Linked DNA regions of Mus musculus: region 1 is linked to region 2. Evidence: chromatin contacts called from public HiChIP or PLAC-seq data. All regions are on one chromosome and are shown on one strand. The core of a region is the stretch at or near the end of the contact, and the rest is flanking DNA. Distances in the headings are between cores, read along the strand shown. Region 1 has its middle 25 kb from the start of Rpf1. Region 2 has its middle 17 kb from the start of Gm40167.

Region 1 (6,457 bases), core at 3,857-6,356, 220 kb before region 2:
TACCTTATAACCAAGAGACAAAGAGAACAAATGTGAATAAACCACGTGCCTCCTTTAAGAAAAAATATTTAGGACATAAAATAGCTGCCCAGTCTGTGCACACAACGATGTAACTCTCTGACTCAGGTTTCCCAGAGCTCTGTTAGGAAGAATGGACTTCATGGCAACTCACAAAGTATGTAAGTTTGTCAAACAACTCCTGCCACAAATACACTAATCACTTCAAAACATTTGGGGGTTTGGTTTGGTTTGGTTTTGCATTGTTTGTTCAATCAGCCAGTCATCAATGAACTGAGTGATAGGTCACCTGTATCTCTATGAGCAGATCCCAGATCGAGGAACACAGCAGAGAAACAAATATACAAACACCCAGAGCTCACGGAGCTACGTTCTATTTGAGATCTGTCTGTCTTCCAATTGCCAATTGAATACATGTTGACAATGTATTAAATAATAGCTGATATCACTCATGAGACTCAAACTGTGTTAGAAAGATTGGCTGTAAGGCATATAAGACATAAGGAAGGTGCATGTATGTCACGAATTAAGCATGTTATTTCATCTTCACTTGCCTTCAAGCTCCCTGTTCATTTTTTTGGCCAACCAAGAAGTAAAGGTAATTCCTAGGAAGTATTTTCATCAAGGCGTACAGTATAAAGTAGGTTTTACAAACAAAAGTGAGCCTGCTGCTGCTTACCCTCATTTGGGCAACCCTACACTGAAACACCCCAGACTTATGTGGCAAGCATAAAAAAAGTAAAGGCCACAAAAGTGGCATCACAAAAACCAGCAGAAAAAAAGAAATCCAGTGAAAACTTACCTCAAGGAGGTTCGGAGATAAAGCTCTAGAGCCTGGCCTTGGGACTTCCATGTTGGCTGAAGTTCACGTGGAGCCAGCACAGCTCTACTAACCTCCAGCCAGGCCCACTGCATCTTTTAAATGTCCTGGGTGGTGCAGCTGAGGAGGGGTGGGTCAGGCAAACCCGGGTGTTTCATAATACAGCCAGGTAGAGAGCACGTACTTGCCTCTGGGAAATAAAGTTACGAGGGTGAGAGCCTCTGAGGAAGATCAGCTCCAGCAGCAAGGAATGGGAGCAAAATAGGAAACACAAACATCAAAGCTAGGGAATTACAAAAGCATGTCTCTAAAAGAAAGGCCATCACTGGACAAAGCTACCTTAGGTGGTTCCCTTGTGAGCTAACTAGATGAGGGGAGAGAGGGGTTTCTTATATATAAGGAAGGGAAGGAGGGAGGGAGAAAGGGAGGGAAGGAGGAAAAAAAGGAGAAGGAAGAAGGGAAGGAGGAAGGGAGGAAGGAAGAAGGGAAGAAGGAAGGGAAGAAGGAAAGAAGGAAGAAGGGAGGAAGGAGGAAGGGAAGGGTATGTCAGAAAAGAAATAACAGAAGAATAGCAGTATTTGCAAGAATCACAGTGCCTTCGTGTAAGATACACTTGAGTAGGAGGCAACTCTGTAATAAAGAAGAATGAACTAAGCTTTCTTCACTGTCAAGCTTAACAAACCAGCATTTACATGACTATCAGCTACATTCATATACAACAGAAGAGGGAAAGCTAAGAAAACCAGCAAATATTAGCAGTAAGGTACAGGTTTTTTAAAGGCCATAGAAAATAAAGTATATACATAAACAAGAACACAAAGTGGTCCTAGGAAGTCCAGGACATGAGCTACCGCCATTGTGAGGATAGCAGTAGGAGCTGAATTCAAATTCTGATCCTAGAATATTATCTCAGGCAGCCCCTAGAAGATGGGCAACATCACTCCACAGCAATAAGGCATTAGAAGTAACTTCCTATTTAATTAGAGGAATCAAAATAATAATAATAATAATAATAACATACCATCCTCCTAAGCCAAATAGACACCACAATGCTTGTGGCTTTGTAAGATGGCTGTCCTTATACACAGCTGAAATGTTCTGTATCAAAAAGGCTTGGGGAAAGGGAGACAGATGGGGGTGGGGTGCAGGTGTATGAAGACAGCAGGCAAATGTGACATTTTAGTCTCTTTTTCTTGTTGACTAAATCTAAACCTTTGCTTTTGAACATTTTTTAGATGTTTTAAAGATGTTGGTTTCTCCTTAACACTCATTTCTCACTGTTGTCTCTGGATTCCTGCTGGTTGTTCTCTTCAGTGCCTCTTCCTTTTTGTCTCCATCTTTTGTGGACTGTGAAATTCCAAGTTTCTATAGCAAAGAAAGAAGTGATATGAGTTCTAGGTCTCCCTGCCCTTGTGGATCACTGGCCAATAAGGTTCACTAGGGGGAAGGGAGAAGAGATGATTGGGAGGGGTGCTCAGAAGCCCTGTGAATACAGATTCGGAATAACCACATTGGAACCAGATAAAAGGGGACTGATCAACTTTATATAGGGTGATTCAAGGCTTATAAAGTTTTGGGGGGACTCAGGATAAGAACATCCAGGATGGGCAAAGGTCATTGGCTGAAGGCTTAGGGTACCAAAATGTCTCATTAGCATGGGGAAGTATTTCAGGAATCTCAGGTCCTAGCTGAACATGTTCTTATCAGGAAAAAGGCAATTGATCCTGAAATTTAATCAGGTAGAGACATGTGTGAGGGCCTAGATTTCCCCAAAGTCAGAGAAAAAGAAGCCCCACTAATGAAGGGAGTCTTCCATTACTCTCTGAACCCAGAGGCTATCTGATCAATGGTAGACTTCAACCTTAATTAGAGTTTCTCTACAATGAGTAGAAAAAAAATCTGAGTGTATTCAGGTCAGAGAGCCCTAGTTCTGCCCACGTGTCTTGTTTTGTGTCTCTGTTGCTGGGATAAAACACTAATCAAAAGCAACTTGAGGGGCTGGAGAGATGACTTAGAGGTTAAGAGCACTGATTGCTCTTCCAGAAGTCCTAAGTTCAATTCCCAGCAACCACATGATAGCTCACAACCATCTGTAATGGGGTCCGGTGTCCTCTTCTGGTGTGTCGGAAGAGAGTAATGGTGGGTATTCATATGCATAAAATAAATAAATAAATCTTAGAAATAACAAAAAGCCACTTGAGGAGGAAAGGATTTGCTTGATTATGCTTCCACATCATCGCCCCAGTGTGGAAAGTCGGGGTGGAAATTCAGGCAGGAGCCCGCAGGCAAGAACTGAAGCAGAGCCATAGAGGAACGCTGCCCACTGACTCGCTTTCCAAGGCTTGAGTAGGGCTAGCTTTCTTAAATAACCAAAGGCCATCCACCCAGAGAGGTCCCACCCACCGAGGACGGAGCCCTCATCAATCAAAGGTCAATCATCAATCCAAAAATGTCCCCCATTAGTATGCCCACAGGCTAACCCAATGTAGGTTAATTACTCAGTTGAGGTCTTCTTGTCCCAGTTGACTCTAGTTTGTGTCACGTTGACAAAATATTAGTCAGCACACTATACTTCTTAACCTGGTGATGATTGCTGTAGTGTGTGTCTGGGTTGGTGACTCAGAAAAGAAATGTCAGCATAAAGTAAACTAAGCAACATATTGAAACTCTCATGTTTTTCTCCTGCGCCCTGTATCTCCCACCTTCTGGGCTGCTGATAGTCTACAAAAGTATCTTTTTTGTTGTTGTTTGTTTGTTTGTTTGTTTGTTTGAGACAGGGTTTCTCTGTGTAGCCCTGGCTGTCCTGGAACTCACTCTGTAGACCAGGCTGGCCTTGAACTCAGAAATCCGCCTGCCTCTGCCTCCCATGTGCTTGGATTAAAGGCATGTGCCACCACTGCCTGGCCCAGAAGCCACAAGGCATGCATAGAAAAGAAAGCTACGTGAGCCAATAGTGGTTCATACCTATTCTCCCTTCACCCAGGAGGTTGAGCAAAAGAATCGCCATGAATTCAAGATCAGCATGAACTCTAGTGAGACCTTGTCTTAGAAAAAAAAAAAGAAAAGAAAAGAAAGAAAGAAAGAAAGAAAGAAAGAAAGAAAGAAAGAAAGAAAGAGAGAGAGAGGGAGGAAGAGAGGGAAAGGGAGAGGGAGAGAGAGAGCAAGAGAGAGAGAGAAGGAAGGAAGGAAGGAAGGAAGGAAGGAAGGACAAAGAAGGAAGGGAGGGAGGAAAAAGGGAGGAAGGAAAGATTACTGAATGCCAATCCCTTTCAGGACCCAAAAACCAGCAGCCACAGCAGAAGACTGGCAGCTACACCCTGAACATTCTGGCAAGAAGTAAGGCTTCTGGGCAATTAGTCATGTTCAAACAAAGTGCAATCACTGCTGGCATTTCTGTGACTACAAAGAACCACGTTGGAGCTTGTGGTTCCATTCGGTTCATCTAGCTTAAAGCTCTGTATTCAGTCCTTAGTACCACTGAAATGGGTCAAAGTGGAATATACCGGTAATTCCAGCACTTAGGCTATGGAGGCAGGAGGATAAGAAATTCAAGACCACTTCAGCTACTTAGACATGAGACACACCTGGACTACATGGAGCCCTGCAACTACCGCAACAAAATCCCACTCTGTACCAATGCCACTACCTCAACAAAAACCTATTGTACATTCCCGAGGAAAACATTTAACAATAAATACACACTATCTTTTATAAATAGATATTAAAAATAAAATAGAAAATACCCAAAACAATTGTAAAATTAATACATGACCGCATAGGCAATGTTGTCTTGCTGTTAAACAGCAGAACATTTTGAAATGTTCATTTGTTCCTCTCCATTCTTCATGCCCTTTCATTTAGATTCTGTTTGCATCCTGTCTCCCAGTCCAAGCACATAATTATACATTTACAGCCTCTCAGTAGCCATGGGGTAGGAGGAAGGTGGAAAGCAGCAGAGGCCTAGGTTTAGCATCCATATCCTTCCATGGTCATAAAGATGCGTGGGCACTTTATAGAGATGGTAAGTTTTGATGTCAAACAAAGTGGCATGTTGGTCAACTATAAAGTAAAACAGACTTTCCTAAGTAGAGATTCTATCTGCCCCAACAAGAGGCTGAGAAGACACCTCCACCAGATCCCTGAACCATACAAGTAAGCTTCCCTTCCCCCACCCATCTTCCCTGCTCTCTGAGCCCTCTGGGCCATGCCACGTTGCCCTGAGCAATCTGCTATCCCTGGAGGACCTCCATTCTCCCGCTGCCCCTCCCCCAACCTCCATCAGACCTGAGATTCTTGAACCATACGGGTTAGCTGCCCTTCCCCCACCCATCTATCCTGCTCTGCCTGAGCCCCAACATCTTTCCAGACTGCACCTCCACTTGAACCTGTGGCAGACTGGTGTGCCTGCACCTCCCCCACAAGCTAACTGCCTCAAAGGTGGGCTGCCATAACTAGGAATACAGGTGAGACCCCTGTCCCAATATCTACATCAGCTGGGACCCCCACAGAGCTCAGCAGGTGTGCAATCTTTCCTGCTCTGCCTGAGCCCCATTGTCTTTCTGGTCTTCACCTCCATGAGGTCTATTCTAACCAGGGACACAAGGACACAGGGATACAGGAGGCCTGCTCTAATCATGGACACAGGAAGTCTGGCCTAGCCAGAGACTAGCTGAACCCAAGGAAGCCTGCTCCAACCCAAGTCACACAGCTCTTCCTGCTTCCAAGGAGGCCTGCTCCTATCAGAGATACCCAGACCAGTTAATACCAGAGATAACCAGATAGCAAAAGGCAAATGCAAGAATATAAGCAACAGAAGTCAATGTCATTTGGTATCATCAGAACCCAGTTCTCCTACCACAGTAAGCCTGGATACCCTAACACTCCCGAAGAGCAAGATTCTGACCTAAAATCCCATCTCATGAAGATCATTGAGGCCTTTAAGAATATAAATAACTCTCTTAAGGAAATATAGAAAAACACAGGCAACATAGAAGCCTTTTAAAAGGATACAAATAAGTCCCTTAAAGAAATACAGGAAAATATAATCAAATAAATGAAGAAATTGAACAAAACATAAAATGGAAATAAAAACAAACAGAAATCACAAATGGAGAAACCCTGGATATGGAAAACATAGGAAGGAATACAGCAGCTACAATACAAGAAATGGAAGAGAAAATCTCAGGTGTAGAAGATACCATAGAAGATATTGAGACATCAGTCGAAGAAAATACAAAGTGTAAAAAGTTCCTAACCCAAAACAGCCAAGAAATTTGGGACACATTGAAAAGACCAAACATAAGAATAATAGGCTGAAGCCTTCCTCAGCCTTGAGTAGGCTGGCTCTGACCTTGCTGCCACTGAGAATGAGACCACCTAGAGTGAAGCTTTCTGACCTAGATGGTTCTATTCTGTCACCAGCTTTGTTCTTCTCTGAGACACTGCTACCTGCTGAGAGAGGCCCTTGAGATATACTAGAGACAGCAAGCAATCCAGTAATTTACACCTACTTGCTAAACCAGTTCTTTCAGATAGAGGCTGGTGACAGGCATCAAGAATGGATCTGCAGGAGATGGGCTCTCTGCTTCTATAAGCACAGGTTGTTAGTAAACTTTGGGT
Region 2 (7,088 bases), core at 2,308-4,807:
AAAGGGGGTCCTTTTCTATAAGAAAGCAGGTTGAACAAGCCACAAGGAGCAAGCCATAAGCATCGTTCCTCCCTAGCCTCTGGATCAGCCTCTGCCTCCAGACTTCTGCTCTGCCTTCCCCTCAGGATGCTCGTTGTAAGCTGGGAGCTGGAAGGAATTCTTTACTCTCCAGGCTGACTTTGGTCTCCGTGTTTATCAAGGCAATAGAGAGCAGCCTGAAACACATGGCTTAGCCTTTCTTCAGCCACTGCATTTATCCACGGAGCCCTTCTGGGGTACATCCACTTGTCAGCCAACTTTTAGTTTCCTTTACTCTTTAACCCTACCTGCTTGCATCTATGGGTTCCAGAGACCCAGGCTTCTCGGTTTTGCTTCAGTTCCGCTCCCCGTTAGAGCAGGCATGCGAGAAAGCTGATCACGTTGAGTCCACTGTCAGGATGCAGAGAACAGACAGGAAATAGGGCTGGGCTGTAAAACCTCAAGGCTGACCGCCCTCCCTCAAGAGACCCATTTTCTCCCGTGAGGTTCTACCTCCTACAGGTTTCATAACCATGTCACCAGCCCAGGGCCAAGTGTCCCAACACATTAGCCAAAGGAGACATTGTAGATTCAAACCATAACAAACGGGGACATACTGGAAACCAAATGAGTGTCGACCAATGTTCAGCTCCATCCTGCGTGCTCTGAGTGGGACGGACAGTGCTCCTTTGCTCGCCTCTACAGTAAGGATGGCCAAGCTCTTTGGCTCGAGTTAGCGGGCCTTGTTGAGGAAGTCGAGGAAAGAGCTTTGTGTGCTGTCGTGCAAATGTGATACCAGGGTCTGTCACATGAAGGGAGGCCACCAACATAGAGATGCTTTTAGTGTCTGATTTTCAGCCATTATAATAGAACGGCGCAAATTAAGCAATCAACAAAGAAGCCAGAGTTCTTTTCTTACAGTTCTGGGGCCTGGGAAATGCAAGGTGCAGGGGGTCACACCTGGTGAGAGCCTGCCTGCTGGGCTGTGTGTGGCTAGGAGGTATCACATGGGCAGAGAGCAACCATAACACAGAGGGCTGGAACTGCCCACTCCTGACACGATGATGGTCCTTCTGTAAAGGCTGTGCCTCTCGGTGAGCCATCTCTCAAAAGTCACTTCCTGCAACACTGCAGCAGTAACAAACCAGTTTCAACCATGAGTAGAGGCGACACGCAAATATAGCAGATATATGCTAAGCTGGTATCTTGAACTGCCCTAAACCGGTATTCTGAACAGCCCACCTCTCTAAGCCAGGAGATGGAATGACTTAGCATTCAGGTTCTAGCTTCTTGTGACATAAAGTATTCCAATGAACACTGAAGGGGGCAATGCAAAGGCTAACATGTCAATACCCAGGGAAAATCAATATTTCCTAAGACTTGAGTTTTACTTCCTACTTTTTCATATTGGTAATCCCGTTGGGTTTTCCCCACCTTGGGTTGGGAAATAAAATGAGGTCGCACTGGCTCTGTATGAGAACATCTTCATGTGAGTCCTCTTTCTGCCAAGGACTGTCCTATTTACCAGTGAGCTTTGCACCGGACACAGAGTGTCATTCCCTACTGCTGGTGGACGGATGGACAGATGTATGGACATGACAGATGAACGCATGAACTAACGCTACAGCATTTACAAAATAACTTCTAATTCACCTTTTTGCCTGGCAACCCCTTTCTTACTCTGCATATCAAAGCGGAAAAGAACAGCAGGCAGATTGGCTTCTATGGGGATCCTAGACCCCTAACCTTAAAATCTTAACCAATGTGAATTTATAGTCTCCTCAGAGAGCTAAAAGTATCAACTGAGTGTCCTCCCAGTCCAGAATGGCTTGAACTGCCTATTGCTTTGACAGGATGCCTAAATACATGGTAAGGCTTTTGTATAATGTGGCTCCCTACCCTACAGAAGATGACGTGTGCATAAGAGATTTTAAGAAAACTGCACAGAAAAGGAGATGGTGCTTTTGTTATTTTACCAAGAAACATGTTCCCCATAACTTGTTTCTGCTAAAGCTTCCCTCAACAAGACAATCCGATTTCTGAATGACCCAGGAAGAGGGGACCTGCGAAGCTTGGGGCAGATTATGCTTTGAGACCAAGCTACTGTTGGCTCGGTTGATGTCACTTGTTCTGTTGTGTGGCCCAATATCCCTCAGCCATAATTAAAACAATGTGTGTGTGTACACTCTTACCTCCAAAGTTTTTTATGCACAAAAATTATATACTTAAAGACAGAGAGCTCTGTTTCTCACCATTTTCTCTATCTCACAGGTTTTCATACTCCTGTGTCCATTCAAGTTTCTATTGGCTGCCAACTCCTGACGTGGAGTGCTGTGTAATGCTTGCATAGTTTGGAGGCAGTGAGACTGGTTCCGGCTTGGGAGTTCTGCGGGGTGATCAGGACCTTTTCTCTCTCTGTCTGCATGTCAGCACGTGGTTTCCATACCTACAGCTGCTTCATGTTTCACATGCATCCACGATAATAGCGGCCATAAAATCTGTCTTCTAGATGGGAAGCAAAGAAAAAAGAGGGAGGGAAAAGGCTACGTCTATATTCTGTTTTTAAAAGCTTTCCTGGAAATTAACCCACCAGGTGTTGATATTCCATTGGCCAGAAGTTAATCATGTGAGAACCACTTGCCAGGGAGACTGGGAAATGTGATCTTTTTGCTCCTTATTAAGGATGTGGACAATATGGGATACTGAACAGGAACAATCACAATGTGCGGGACCTTGCCTTCATTTTACTTATCCAGAGTCACCTACAAGAGTCTTTTAAAATCACAGTATCTGATTTTTGTGGATTTTCCCTTAACTCCTCATTTATTAATTATAATTGAATAAGGAAGAGCTGCTCCTTCCTCCTGGGAACACAATTCTTTATTTATAATGGTATCGATTCTTCTCTGATCCCTTTAACAAGAGAATGGTCTTTGGAAAAGAAGAACCAAGTGCTTCCAGCATTACCTATCTCCCTAAGATGGTTTGAAATAACAATACAGCTAGCTACAAGCTTTAAGAAATGTGGGCATCACCAAGGCCACACAAGCACCCAGTGTCCTCACACAGCTCAAAAGTGGCAGGAAAAGAAAAAGGTCACATCAGGGTAGATCCACTAGTGTAAATTTCTCATTTGTCAAAAATATGAATTCATAGTTGGCAAGAAAAAAGAGCCAGTTGAGCTAGACAAATATGATTTCTGTTGACAGGATATTAGGTAAAATAACTCACACAAACTAACTAAGGTGGCACCCAGTAAATATTTTTAATAGTTTTTGTTGAAAGGGCTATCATCATTCAAGCACTTCTTGGTCTCTGAGACGTGTGGGTGGCTTAGTTGTTTTGTAAGACCTTTTTGAAACATGATAGGGTATATGAAAATTTAAAAGACCGCGTCTTAGTTACTTTTCTACTGCTTAACAACGTGGCCAAGACAGGTTATAGAAGGAAGGTTATACTTGGGCTACAGTACCAGACGGGTAAAGGTCTATGATGGCAGAGGGGCAGAGCCGCGATGGGCGGAGCCGCGATGGGCGGAGCCGTAGCAGGAAGCTGAGAGCTCACTTCTTCAAACTGCAAGCAAGAAGCAGAGAACGCCAACTCAAACTGGCCAAGGCTTTAAGCTCTCAAAGTCCACATTTGCTCTCCAGCAAGGCCGTAACTCCCAAGCTGCCCCTAACAGTACTGCAAACTGGTGTCCAAGTATTCAAATACTGGAGACTTTGGGGGAACATCTCATTCAATCCATCACAATCATAAATATTTTTAAAATAAAAATGATAGTAAGTCCACTTTCTGATGAATGTCTATGGTCTTTGGGTGGGAATTTGATGATGGAGTCGTTCCTCCTCTTTTTGTTTAGAAAGCCTAGACATCAAGGTTTGGGAACCTGGCAAATGGGCTTGGATTCGGGTCTGCTGGCTAGAGTCTCCATCTGCATTTGACCTGCACATTTGCTGGTCAGCCGGGGTAAGGACGTAAGGGGTGGGATCGAGGACATAAGAGGGTTAGAATTATGAGTCCGAAGCCTTTGGGTCATCTCAGAGGTGTCTACCGCGAGACTGGCAACTGCACGTTTAAATTTTAATTTGAAATGCCACGTTCACCTCCTTATTGTATTTTCGCCGAGAATACAAGACGAGCATACCTAAAGAGGGGGAAACGGAGTGGCTTGTTGAACAAGATTGTTCTAGAAGTTGGGATCCTGATTTGTAGTCTTGATCAGAGTGCTAGAGGCTGTTCGCATCAGTTTAGCTCCTTCATTTCCCTGAGATCTTTTCTCACAGAACCTGTCCTGCTCTGAAAACCTGTCTAGGATTTCCCTAAGAGTGCCTTGGGCTGCCTGCAGTATCTTCAGTAGAACTCTTTTGCCACCTAGTGGCCAAATTAAAGATCTTCGCCTTACCGTATCTTCTGCTTCCAGGTCCCTCCTTGATTGCAGCAAAAAGAACAAAGCCATTTTAGACTTTCCTCCGCAAGAATGCGGCAAACTGCCAGAGCTGGGAGGAACAAATGTTTAATTCATGTCCTTGGAAGCTCCGCTGGGTGAACAAACACAGCGCCGCTTCCTAAGGCAGAGGCCTTGGTGCAGTGGGCATGTGGTTACAAAGCGGTTCCTGACGGCGAGAACACCCAGCGAGGTGCCCTGATAAATGTAACCCCAAGGAGATGTGTTTGGGTTACTCCCTGTGAGCTAATCTGTTACACGCTGGTCCTTAATGCTTTCAGCTGCTCCCAGTTAATACTCATTAAGCATGCATGCAGTGCCTGTCCCTCTCTAGACATCTGAAATAGAGAGGGGTGAGAGGGTCCCCTCGGGTCTCCTGCTGATCTGGAGTCATCTTTCACCCAACAGTGGTCCCTATAGGGTTGTTTTTCCAGCAGCCCCATCAGAATAGAAACTCCTCCTAGACTTTATCTGAGCCTCATGGCTTTACCTATCTGAGCAGGGAGTGGGGGGTGGGGGAAGGACGCATGTATTTCATTTCATCTGAGCGGTGGGGGGGGGGGGGGGCGCCGGGAGAGGGAGGGGGCACGGGTTTCACACCTCCCGGTGTTTGTTGAATGTTACCAGAGCTCTGGGAATGACAGCTCATCTCTCGAGTATTATGCAGATCTTGGTGACAGCTGTCCTCTTGAATGGAAACTCTTCAGCAGTGACTGATCTATCTAGCAAGGTCAGTGCACTCTTCCTGATGTCCATTGTACAGGCAAGGAGAAACAAGGTTTACAACTGGCGAGGTGACTCTTCAAGTATCCCAGTGGTGAGTGGTGAATTTATAATAAAACAAAAATGGCGACCGGGCTCCTTGTCCAATCACCCACTGTTTGAGTGAGTCTGGGGATTTGCTTTTACACGTTCGACGAGGGGGACCATTTATTTCTTCATTTATTTATTTATTTATTTATTTATTTATTTATTTATTTATTTATTTATTTATTTATTTATTTATTTTTACCACAAACATTATTGAAAACCATTAATTGCTTGTGATTTAAATAGCAACGTGTGGGTTTCCTCTTCTTCCTTGCCAAGCCAGACAGTGCAGTCAGCAAGTGGAGGAAGCTGTGGGCTGAGACGCAGAAGGACCAGACTCTACTTAAAGTGACCTACACCAGGCTACCAGGCCAGCGAAATCACAACTGTGCAGACACCCTGTTCTTCTAGAGGGGATCCCTGCCCTCCTAGGAAGCACAAGGGGAGAGAATTTGCTTGATCTTAATTTACGTGTATCTGTGAATGTGTGCCACATGGGTTAGAGTGTCAGGGCCTCCCCGACCTACAACTCACATGGCAGGACCCCATGAACAGCCCTGGGATTTTCATTTACTAATCCACAGCTCCTGGACACTATGTCCACCCGGGCAAAGTCTCTCCACTCAAAGTCCCCTGAAAGTCTGTATTTTAAATTAGCTTGTGTGGTACTGGATTCTGTAAAGCCTTTCATAACCCTCAGATTTGGGTAACTTACCCCCATCCCCTCCTCTCCCCTCCCACCTCATTCCTTTAAAATCTTTCTACTCTCAAACTCCTCCCATGCATTCTATTATCCTCTTTCTCCTACAGGTCTCTTCCCCTTCCACCTTTCAAGGCCCATTTTAGTTTCCTGACCCCTAAAGACACTCCAAAGCAAACGCACAGACATACAGCTTTGAAGCTGAATATACATGGGAAAGAAAGCCCTGTGTTGTTTGTCTTTCTGGGCCTGGGTTATTAATACTTTTTTAAAGACAAGAGTCTTCTTACTATGTAGCCGAGGTTGGCCTCAAACTCACAGAAATCCTCCTGCCTTAGCTTTCCAAGTACTGATTGCTATTTTAGGCACGTGCTACCACATTTGGAAACTTTAAAATTAAAAAGTTTCATCTTGTATTTACGTATGTTTTTCCTGAATGTTTATATATATCACAGGCATGCAGTGCCTAGGACTGCAGAAGAAGGCATCTGATCTACTTGGAACTGGATTTATGGAGATGCCAGCTCGGTGCTAGGAATAAATTCTGGGTCCTTTGTAAAAACAGCAATACTCTCTCTTACCTCTTAACCACTGAACAATCTCTAGCTGACTGACTAAAAACAAACCTATCTATATGCCTGTCTGCCTTCCTATCATTTATCTATCTATCTATCTATCTATCTATCTATCTATCTATCTATCTATCTATCTACCTACCTACCTACCGCCTGTTCTTGGTACTGACCTCTCTCTCGTTCCCAGGTGATGTATTGCTTTAAGGTAGTGTGGGAAATCCACTTCATCTCGAGTGCTTTCAAATCACTGAGCATCCATCTTCCAGAGCTCTATACTAAGGCGGTAAGGCCAAGTCTAAGGTTCTACAGCACAGTGACTGATTAGCCATGTCTTCCATAGGCAGGGGTCAGGGAGCACACAGAGCAAGAGCCATGCAGTTGTTAATACTGCCCCATGAGAAAAAAAAAAGTCCAACAAAATAAACTGCTGCTAACGGTAAAAACTCAGAGCAGCTTAAGATGGCAGCAGGAAGCGGAATCCGGGCCTCCTTCCTCCATGTTTAGCCGGCTCCTACCCGACTCTCTCACGTGACTTTTA

Evidence for each region. HiChIP or PLAC-seq counts read pairs in DNA pulled down with a chosen protein or histone mark.
Region 1: a FOXA1 HiChIP or PLAC-seq map of pancreatic cancer cells shows a contact between it and region 2. The contact joins two enhancer-like sites. A contact is called at or near these places in 5 of 484 Hi-C or Micro-C datasets (the G1E-ER4 cell line, cerebellum, granulosa cells and 2 more), 3 of 115 datasets of contacts at active chromatin or transcription factors (bone marrow-derived macrophages, neural tube and pancreatic cancer cells) and 1 of 9 other capture datasets (embryonic stem cells).

Annotation. Positions count from the first base shown.
Region 1 is chr3:146,543,655-146,550,111 of GRCm38.p6, reverse strand. No RefSeq gene overlaps it. Among named protein-coding and RNA genes, the nearest start is that of Rpf1, 25 kb to the right of the region's middle. Within about 2 kb of position 5,106, at least 15 of the 459 cell types and tissues checked have an H3K27ac peak or open chromatin away from gene starts, as enhancers often do. A contact at or near this core is called in pancreatic cancer cells, where this site is marked.
Region 2 is chr3:146,325,435-146,332,522 of GRCm38.p6, reverse strand. No RefSeq gene overlaps it. Among named protein-coding and RNA genes, the nearest start is that of Gm40167, 17 kb to the left of the region's middle. Within about 2 kb of position 3,557, at least 118 of the 459 cell types and tissues checked have an H3K27ac peak or open chromatin away from gene starts, as enhancers often do. A contact at or near this core is called in pancreatic cancer cells, where this site is marked.